2 separate regions of the Gossypium arboreum genome follow, and region 1 is linked to region 2. Evidence: chromatin contacts called from public Hi-C data. All regions are on one chromosome and are shown on one strand. Each heading gives the region's core, a stretch centred on a gene start, on an enhancer-like site or on the middle of the called end of the contact. The rest is flanking DNA. Distances are from core to core; before and after follow the strand shown. Region 1 holds the start of LOC108464288 (kinesin-like protein KIN-12F). Region 2 holds the start of LOC108464192.

What was found. A called contact is a pair of places that touch in the nucleus more often than the background predicts.
Region 1: a contact with region 2 is called in a Hi-C map of leaf, with 2.6 times the contacts expected there. The contact joins the promoter of LOC108464288 here to the promoter of LOC108464192 in region 2. A contact is called at or near these places in 2 of 5 Hi-C or Micro-C datasets (both in leaf).

The regions. Positions count from the first base shown.
Region 1 is chr13:110,446,209-110,450,627 of ASM2569848v2, reverse strand. It overlaps LOC108464288 (kinesin-like protein KIN-12F), which reads right to left and starts at 2,893. Exons shown (of 16, transcript XM_017764502.2): 1 at 2,316-2,893; 2 at 2,162-2,224; 3 at 1,856-1,993; 4 at 1,667-1,750; 5 at 1,414-1,539; 6 at 1,249-1,308; 7 at 1,083-1,136; 8 at 891-983; 9 at 388-483; 10 at 16-164. The coding sequence starts at 2,600.
Region 2 is chr13:110,169,750-110,174,438 of ASM2569848v2, reverse strand. LOC108464192 reads left to right here and starts at 1,447. Exons shown (of 2, transcript XM_017764347.2): 1 at 1,447-1,970; 2 at 2,141-2,960. The coding sequence starts at 1,679. The coding sequence ends at 2,742. It overlaps LOC108464191 (probable WRKY transcription factor 20), which reads left to right. Exons shown (of 6, transcript XM_017764346.2): 6 at 1-553. The coding sequence ends at 230.

The sequences.
Region 1 (4,419 bases), core at 1,644-4,143, 270 kb before region 2:
TAATGATAAACATACCCAAGTTGTGATAAGGACTTCTTGACATTTTTGCCTTCCTGTAAATGTTGTCTACCAACATCTTCAAGTTTGTTTCTATCCAATCCTGCAAGGTCAATCAGGCTGATTCTGCTTGTTTTTGAACTGCTGAAACATTTTGATGAAGCTCCCTGCTGTATGAATCAATGATGATCAGCTCATTATTTCTAGAACAGCAGCACTTATATTCTAGATGTGCACGAGTACATTTCATAACATTAATCATGGAAGTGAACAACATCAACAGTAAAATGTCATAAAACTAAACCTGACTGGTTGACACCCAAAAGAAAAGATTAGCAACTAAATCTTGTCTTGACTTCAGTGATATAAAATCAAGATTTGGCTCTGTACCTTGCACCAAGATTCAATGAAAAAAGTAAAAACAATGTGAGACCGAGAGCTCTTGGAATTTACAGTAGTTGCTCCAACCTTCCTACTTGAAAGCCCCTGTAACACACATAAAGAGTAATAAATACATGCATGGAACGAAAATTTCAAGTCAATAATATATCTACGATCTTCTTTATTCTTTATTATATTTATTTTTTATCACTGATAAATTTCTCCTATCAGTACTATTATTAAGCTTTTGCCAATTGACACCAACTAAATTAGATAATTGACTAGAAACTAATAATAGGTATCCATTTATAAAAAAACTACCTACAGTTTTTTAGTTAAAATTTATACATACACTATCCAATTGACACGATAACAAGTTTAACATCATTAAAACACTATTGTTAAAAAGACTTATGAGTAAAGATTATACTAAATATACATATTTTAAAGAAAATGTGTTAGATAAGTATGCATTGAAAACATTATTTCAGCTTGTATGGTTGCCTGCCTACCTTAATCAAAACTTGAGTTACATCCTCATAGCTAGAAACATATTCTTCTGTCAAATTCTCAACGTACAATCCATTCTTTGGATCGTCCTTTATCTGGAAAGCGATGTCCAACAAACCAATTATGCACCAACCTGAAGCAATAAACCCTGGGAAGCTGTTTGAATGGGAAAATAAGTATAGGCAAACATTTACCTCAAGGTTCCTTTGAGTTGGATCGAGTAAATCCCCAATTTGCTCATTGTAAATCTGAAAATAAACGTACAGAAAGCATTACATTATGTCTAACAAAAGGTCCAGACATTGTTACAAGCATTCAGATTCAGGACGGCAAACTAGACTACTTCAATCCAGTATATACCTCAAGAAAGGAGCAACGACACTGATAATTTGTCTGTCTCCCATCAGAGTTCTCTTGTTCCTACAAAATTTAAACGTGTGAAGCAATGAACTACACTTCCAAACTCCAAAGTCCTAATACTCATTTTCTAATAAAATTCAGAATAAGGAAAACAGAAGAGCATACCCTTTGAATCTCAGAGAACAGCATTTGGAAGATACGAGGAACAATCCCCTGGTGGCTCGCAGGTGAAGGGTCCTCAACCATGGCGCTTGGTGGACCCCACATTGTATAAGTCTTTCCACTTCCAGTCTATTGACAAGTAATTTTGCATAAACCATGGTTACTTTATACACAACTCACCGTCAAATTTTATTGTTATGAATGCTCATCAAACAGATAAAGAGCTTAAAATATATTTATATATTCTAAAGAGTACCTGTCCATACGACAAAACTGAAGTGTTGTAACCAGCTAATGCATTTTTAACCAAAGGAACACCAATTAGTTGAAAGACATTCTCCTGGTAGCCACCAAAAAAATACAGTTTATTATGAGTCAACACACCCTTTTTTTCTAAAAAGGAAAAATATAAATGAAGATATAAAAATTGATTCTGCTGACTAACCTGACTGGAATTTGCATCAAGAACAGAATCGAATGTGAATTTGCGGCCACCGACTGATAAAGAATCTGAAGAAACCTTCGTCACTGTTCGATCCACTTCTTTTTCTTGACCATTTATGGGTCTAATTCTCACTACCACCTATTTGTTCACAAAAAAATATGAAAATTGAGTCAAACTTAAAAAGCAAGTTCGGTTTTCAACTTTGCTAAAGATTGAAAAAACCCAGAAGAAGTTCAAAACCTTGTTTAGAAATATGCTAAAAGCTTTAAAATTATGAGAACTGTGTTGCACTGAAATTGCGTTTACCTTGACGGATGGATCTAAATTCGTCAAATCTCCATTTTGTTCTTCGGATTCAACCATATCTTTCTGCTTAAATTCCAAACAATGGTTCAACATATATCATTTTTTTTTAAAATAATAATAAGAAGAAGGAAATACTGATGTTGTTTAACTATACCTTGACGGAAGAGTCCATAGAAAGCGGAATTTGGGGATGAGCGTCAGATGGGTTCACGAAGGAGTCAGAAGTAAGCGATTTGGAGAGTGGAGATTTGGGGGAAAACTGAGCAGAATTATTTATTTGAATAATGTTGGGATCTGGTGGAGGACTGTTTTCAGAGTTGGATTTCTTGATGCTTTTCTTAAGTTTTGATTTAGGAAGCAGATTTCGAAGCGAAGAAGTCGAAATGCTTCCCAAAAACCGGCCATTCTCGGCAACGGCGGCTTCTGCAGTTGATTTCATTGTTTTCACTCTCGTATTTTGGGAGTTTTCAGAAAAAAGAAGAAGGTATAGAGAAGAAGAAGAAGAAAGATTTGAGATCTCTGAGAAAGAGAGAGAGTGAGGGACGGCTTCGAATTTGAATTTAAATTTAAATTTGAATTTGTAGAGAAGCAGAAAGAGGGTGATGGGAAGTTTTTGTTTGTGAGAAGCGGATGGAGATGACCGTTGTGGTTTTCGAACTCTTAAATCTTTAGATCTAGCTGTGTGTTTTATTAGCTCCAAATGACCATAATATCCTTCATGGTCATACCCTTTGCTTTTCTCCTTAGGGTCGGTTGTAAAACGTTTTAAAGAAAATATCTTCTCCATATTTTTGTGTTTGGTTCAAATAAAACAATTTGATGAATAGAAAATAAACATTTTTCTTTTATTTTATTCAAAATTTAACTTATATCAAACTTAATATTATTATATTAATAATAAATTATTAAACATACATATTTAATTATTTATATTTAGTCATATAATAAATTATTAATATAATAATATAATTTATTATTTTAATAAACTATTTAATATTTTAATTTTATTTTAATAATAAATTTTTATTACAATTATAATATATTAATAATAAATGTTTTGTAGTATAAAGGTTAAATATATCATAAGTCTATATATTCTTCATAAATTTATAATTTAGTCTCTATAATTTTGTTTTTAAGAATTTAGTTCCTCTATTTTTCAAATTTGAAAATCAAGTCCAATTATTGACATTGTTAAATTTTTTTGTTAATTTTGTTAATGTCACATTTTTAAATAAAAATACTCACTTGATAGTCATACAACTAAAAATGACATTATAATGAATCTAAATTTAACAAAATATTTTTAATATATGCAAAAACAATGTAAAATATAAAATTTATAGATATAAAATAAATTCAATTAAATAATAAAAAGATGAAAATCCTATATGAATGTTTATTTCATTGAAAATAGCTTTTATAAAATATTTCTAAGAAATTTGTCAAACAACAAAAATATTTTATATAAATTCATCCAAAACACTAGAAAATATTAAATTTTTCAAAAAATAAATTATTTTTAAAAATTATTTTCAGAAGTAATTTTCAATAAAACAAATAAACCGTATTATCAAAAGAAAACCAAATGGGGTTCGGTTAAAAGTACTACAGGGTCCCTTAACTATATTTCAGATTGAATTTTAGTTCTTTTTATTGAAGAGAGTAAAATAATTCTTCCTTCAAATACTTATTTTGGTGTTTTGTGTTTAAGAGATAATAGTAATTTTAGTTCTTGATCTTTACATTTTTATTCAATTTGGTCTCTACTCTTTTTATTTAGAGAAAATTAACCTTCAAAATTTTCATTACTGACACGGTATTATAATTCCGAAAATTATGAAAAAAATCTCTTAAAATATACCCAAATTCATTAAAATACTTGTATAATTTTTTGAAATTTTTATGTTTTCATTTTTTTCATTTTGAAGAGTTTTCCATAATTTTGAAATAAAAATTTTTATTCATATATTCTTTTTTAATATTTTTAAATTATTTACTAATATGACATGTAAGATAAAATAGTATTACATCAACAATGAAAGGTTAAGAGCCAATTTGCTTCAAATAAAACAATAGGGGCCAAATTGAATAAAATTATAAAGGTTAAAACTAAATTGTACCTCATAAATACAACACGAAAACAAGCATTTTATGGGATAACTAACGAATGAACTATTTGCTCATTCATGTAACGTACGGAGACCAATTTACTTATTTTTCAATAGAAAAACTAAAATGCAATCCAAATATAATAT
Region 2 (4,689 bases), core at 198-2,697:
ATCAGCAATTGCATTCTGAAGTGGTCCAAAGCCACCATCAGACTGGTGGTTCTAGTTTCAAACTACATCAAGTGACTCCAATGACAGCATACTATGGTGTTCCTAATGGTGGCATGAACCAGTATGGATCTAGAGAAGCTCCGAGTGAAGGTCTCACTGTTGACATTACACCACTAAATCATTCTTATGCATATTCCCAGACCATGGGAAGAATACTGACAGGTCCATAAATCTGTTAACAATGAAGGTGACAAGCAATAAAACATGAACAGTATTTCTTTTTTCCATCTTTTTGGCTGGTAAAAGAAAAGTAGAAATATTATTCTGAAAATATGTCTTGTTCTCACTCTCTCTCCCTATATATATAAATATTGGTTTACTGTCTGAGCTGATCTTGTTAACTGGCGTACAAACTACCTTCTGCTGCAAATCAGTCATTGTATTAACTTTGGTGTTTGTACTAATGTGGAACTGGTATATGTATTATTTTCTTACAGAGAAGTGTTGTAAAACAAGTTCTTGAAATAGAAATTGTAAGAAACATGTTTATCCATTTTGTCTTCAACTTCTTAGATAGATAACTTGTGATTTATACAATGTATACCTGTGTTTTTCTTGACCATTGCCTCTCAGATACCGTGCCTCAAATCAAATCTTTACTAGACATTTTGATGGATTATTTTTCAAACATTATCCAGAGAAAAAAAATGATTGCTGGAGGCTTGCTTGAGACATAGGCAAATGATTGACCAAACATGTGAAGAATCCAAGGTTAGATCTTGGACATAATGATTGTTGATTGAAGGGTGAGATTCAATTGCAGACAACTTGTTCTCGGTACTGGGGTATAAAAGTACAAAATAAGCTATAATTTCTCTTTGTTTGGAATGCATTAACAACTACTTTTGTTCTTGTTGCATGTGAATTGTGAACCATTTGAAAAGAACCTTTTAGAAGAACAAAAGAAAACATGCTTAGTATTTTGTCACATTCTAGACTAGAGTCAAATCTTTCATAAAGTGTCTAATTTGTTATCTCACTGGTATGGATGAATTTCTGGTTTGAAACTGCTTTACAGCACACTTCAAGAATTTTTTTTTTGTATTAAGTTTTACTCGAGATTTCCTTATTCATTCTCGACATATTTGAAGGTTTAATCTTCCAAATAGGTTGAAAAATTATATAAAGAGAATTATAGAAGTTGGTCGCTATGCTTATGATGGTAATATTTTGAATTGAACAGATATTTATAGTTTTTTATATTAGGTAGCCTTAGCTTGCAGTCTTGTTTTGAACTTGAGTAGGGTAGACACTATAAATGCACTGTTGATAGAATCCAAAACCCTTTAAAGTCTCCCATTTTGTCTTTGTTTTGGGCAGGGATGGTATAAGAATGTAGCCACGTTGTGACCCATATCTCCACTTGAACCCATCAATTTTTTACCATGTCTAAACAATACATCAAACTGACATGAGATTAAACTGCCACGTTTTTTGCAGGGACTGTGATTGGCAATGATTACAACGTATAGAATCTGTAACTTAGTTTAATCGGTTATTTCAGGGTTTGAATTTCAATGTCTGTAATTTATATATATTTTCAACCCTTCAATTTAAGGATATGATAGGCTGTTTAAACTTGTGAAAGTAAGGGTATTATCCGGATCCGAATAATATAATGTGGAACAAGTGTAAGTCAGAAAAAAGTGTCTCCCATTGCCTTCCCTTGACAAGTTGTAAAGTATCCATGTCAGAGAGAGGGAAAACAATGGGAGAAATGCTGGCAGTTTGGGTTTCTTTGAAGGAGAATGTCAACTGTGTAGCTAAGCTGAGTGATGTGGTTGGAAGACCAGAAAAAAACTGTGGGAATTCAAGAACCCAGAACCCAGAGAAAGAGCTTGTTCATCAACTCAGAAACCCCTTTCGAGAAGCACTTTTTAGACCAATCCATCCTAAAACTCAGTTTTGTGGTATGTCTTTTCTCTTCTTTTTGCTCACTTTTGCTTCACCCTGTGTTCCTTTAATGGCTTCCATCTTTTGTCTAAGTCTTCAACATGGTTTCTGGCTCTGCTATTAGAAATAGTTGCTACATATTCTGCATGCAATCTAACTCTGCAATGCAAGTTTTCTTTCCTATCAGAGCTCAATGTTGGTGACCCATCAAGGAACATAATTGAGTTGATTTTTCAAAGAGCGTCAATGGATCCCTCAAAGTCAAAGCCATCATGGAAGATCAAAAGGGTACTAAAAGTGAAGAACTCCATTGAAGTTCTCAAAAGGTTCGAGGATTACAGAGAAAAAGTTATCAAAAAAGCCAACCAACAACACGAGAGACATCCAAGGAGCACCATAGATGGAAACGAGCTGTTACTTTTCTATGGCACTACAATGGCTTGCTGCAGGAAGCCGAAACCGGTGCCGGAGCTCTGCAAAGACCCGAGCTGTCGAGCGTGCCGGATTATTCATTCCCGATTTGACATGGAATTCACTAGGAAAAATGGGGTTAGGTTGAGTACGAGTAGTGAAGAAGTGTGTGACAACATGGTATCTTTCAAGTTGAAGAAGTTGAAAAGGGCTGTAATTGTTTGCAGGGTGATTGCAGGGAGTATTGGCAATACCATCGATAGAACGCGTGAAGATTTTGATTCAATTGGACGTCTAGGGCCTCACTCCAACTTGGAGTATTTGGTTGTACCAAATCCCAGTGCTATACTTCCATGTTTCCTCATAGTTTTTAATTGAATTGCTAACATTTTCAGCCTAATTCAACCTCTTCTTTGTGTTTGATACTTGTATTTAACACATATATTCTGACATCATTCAAACACGTACATGAAAGAAGCATACTTCTCTCAAAACACTTAAGAGTCGAGTGATATAGATCGGTACATTTTATGTTTCCAAAGAAAAACATATGGTTAATTGTTAATGAAAATAAGTGCATGGAGCACTTCTATTAAGATTTAGATTGTATTTTGTCCTTTTTACTTAAAAAATGAGTAAATTGATCCTTATACATTAGATTAAAAAGTAAATTGCTTATTTTAAAATTTTCATCCAATTCTACTGTTAAAAATTGGTCACTATATCAAAATGAGCTGTATGTGGCACGCCACGTGCGATTTTCTAACTATTGTGTTAGCCAAGTTAGTTTTAACAGTAGAAGATGGAATTTTTAACGGAAAGTATTAGTTTGCTCTTTCATTTAATGTACAAGGGCTAATTTGACTATTTTTTTAATAAAAAGGGCAAAAAGCAATCTAATTTCTAGTACAAGTGCCATCATGGTATTTTTACCTTCTTTTTATATAAAACAAATGGTTAGATATTTTTAGTTTACTTGAAACTTAACATGCATAATTTAAATAAATAAAATATAAAATATTTATTACTAATATAGTATTTTGGATCGATATGACATAGATTCCGTGTCCATTCGAAAATTCATATTCATGACAAATATAATTTGTATATGCCACTTTTTGAAAGTTGGATTGAGACAACGGTTTACGATGTTGTGCTAACAGGGTAAAATTGAGTAAATTATTATACTAGAAAAACAACACTAGGTTTAATTCCCGGAAAAGATTGGAGGGATCGCAAATGATCCCTTTTAAAATCCAACATTCTAGACAAAATTTCCCTACAATGTAATTTAATAGCACAATATATCACTACACTTATACCTTACAAAATATTGAAAGAAAAATAAAAGCAATAAAGAACACCAGAAATTTAATGAGGTTTGAAAAATTATGCCTGTGTCTCCGGACACTACCAAATATATTTTATTACAAAAGATACAAGTGAAACATTATAAATAAGGAGAGGAAAAAAGTTACCTTATGAAGAATATGACAAGTTTGGGATGATTTAAAGACGGATAAACAACCCCTATTTATATAGTACAAAATCTCCACAACTTTTAATTTTTTAAACGTGAGATTGTGCTATTTTTAACAAATCTACACCTTAGCAACTTTCTACATCTTCAATCTCTTTGCAAAATAATATTTGTTAGTGTCTTCAAATTGCAACCTTCAATTTTTAACGTTGATCAAGTCCAAACATAGTTGGAACTCGCAGTCACAACCTTAGTCATCATATTGGTAAGATTTAGTAGTTGAAACTTTCTAGATCTTTACTACAGCTTCTTCTAGAATATTTCGTACAAAATGATACTAGACATCAATGTGCTTCGTCCTAGTATGCTAAACTTGATTCATTGCTAACCGAATAACACTTTGACTATCTCAATGTACTTTGATATATTTTTGCCTAATTTCTAGTTCACCAAGCAACTTTTAAAGCCAAATTTCCTTTTTTACAACCTCTGTGATTGCCATATACTTCACTTCTGTAGTAGATAAAGTAGTTGCTGAATGTAAAGTAGACTTCCAACTAACTAGTTCCTTTGCGAGAGTAAACACATAACCAATAGTTCATCATCATTTATCTAGATTACCAACATAGTCTAAATCACAACATCCAACCACACCATGATTATCTTCTTGCTCAAAAATCAATCCACTATCCACTATATGTTGGATATATTGCAAAATCTATTTTGCAACTTGACAATCCTCTTTTCTTGGATCATACATATACTTGCTCATGACCCCAACTACTTGTGAAAAGTCAGGTCTTATACATACCATAGCATACATTAAGCTATCAACAACATTTGCA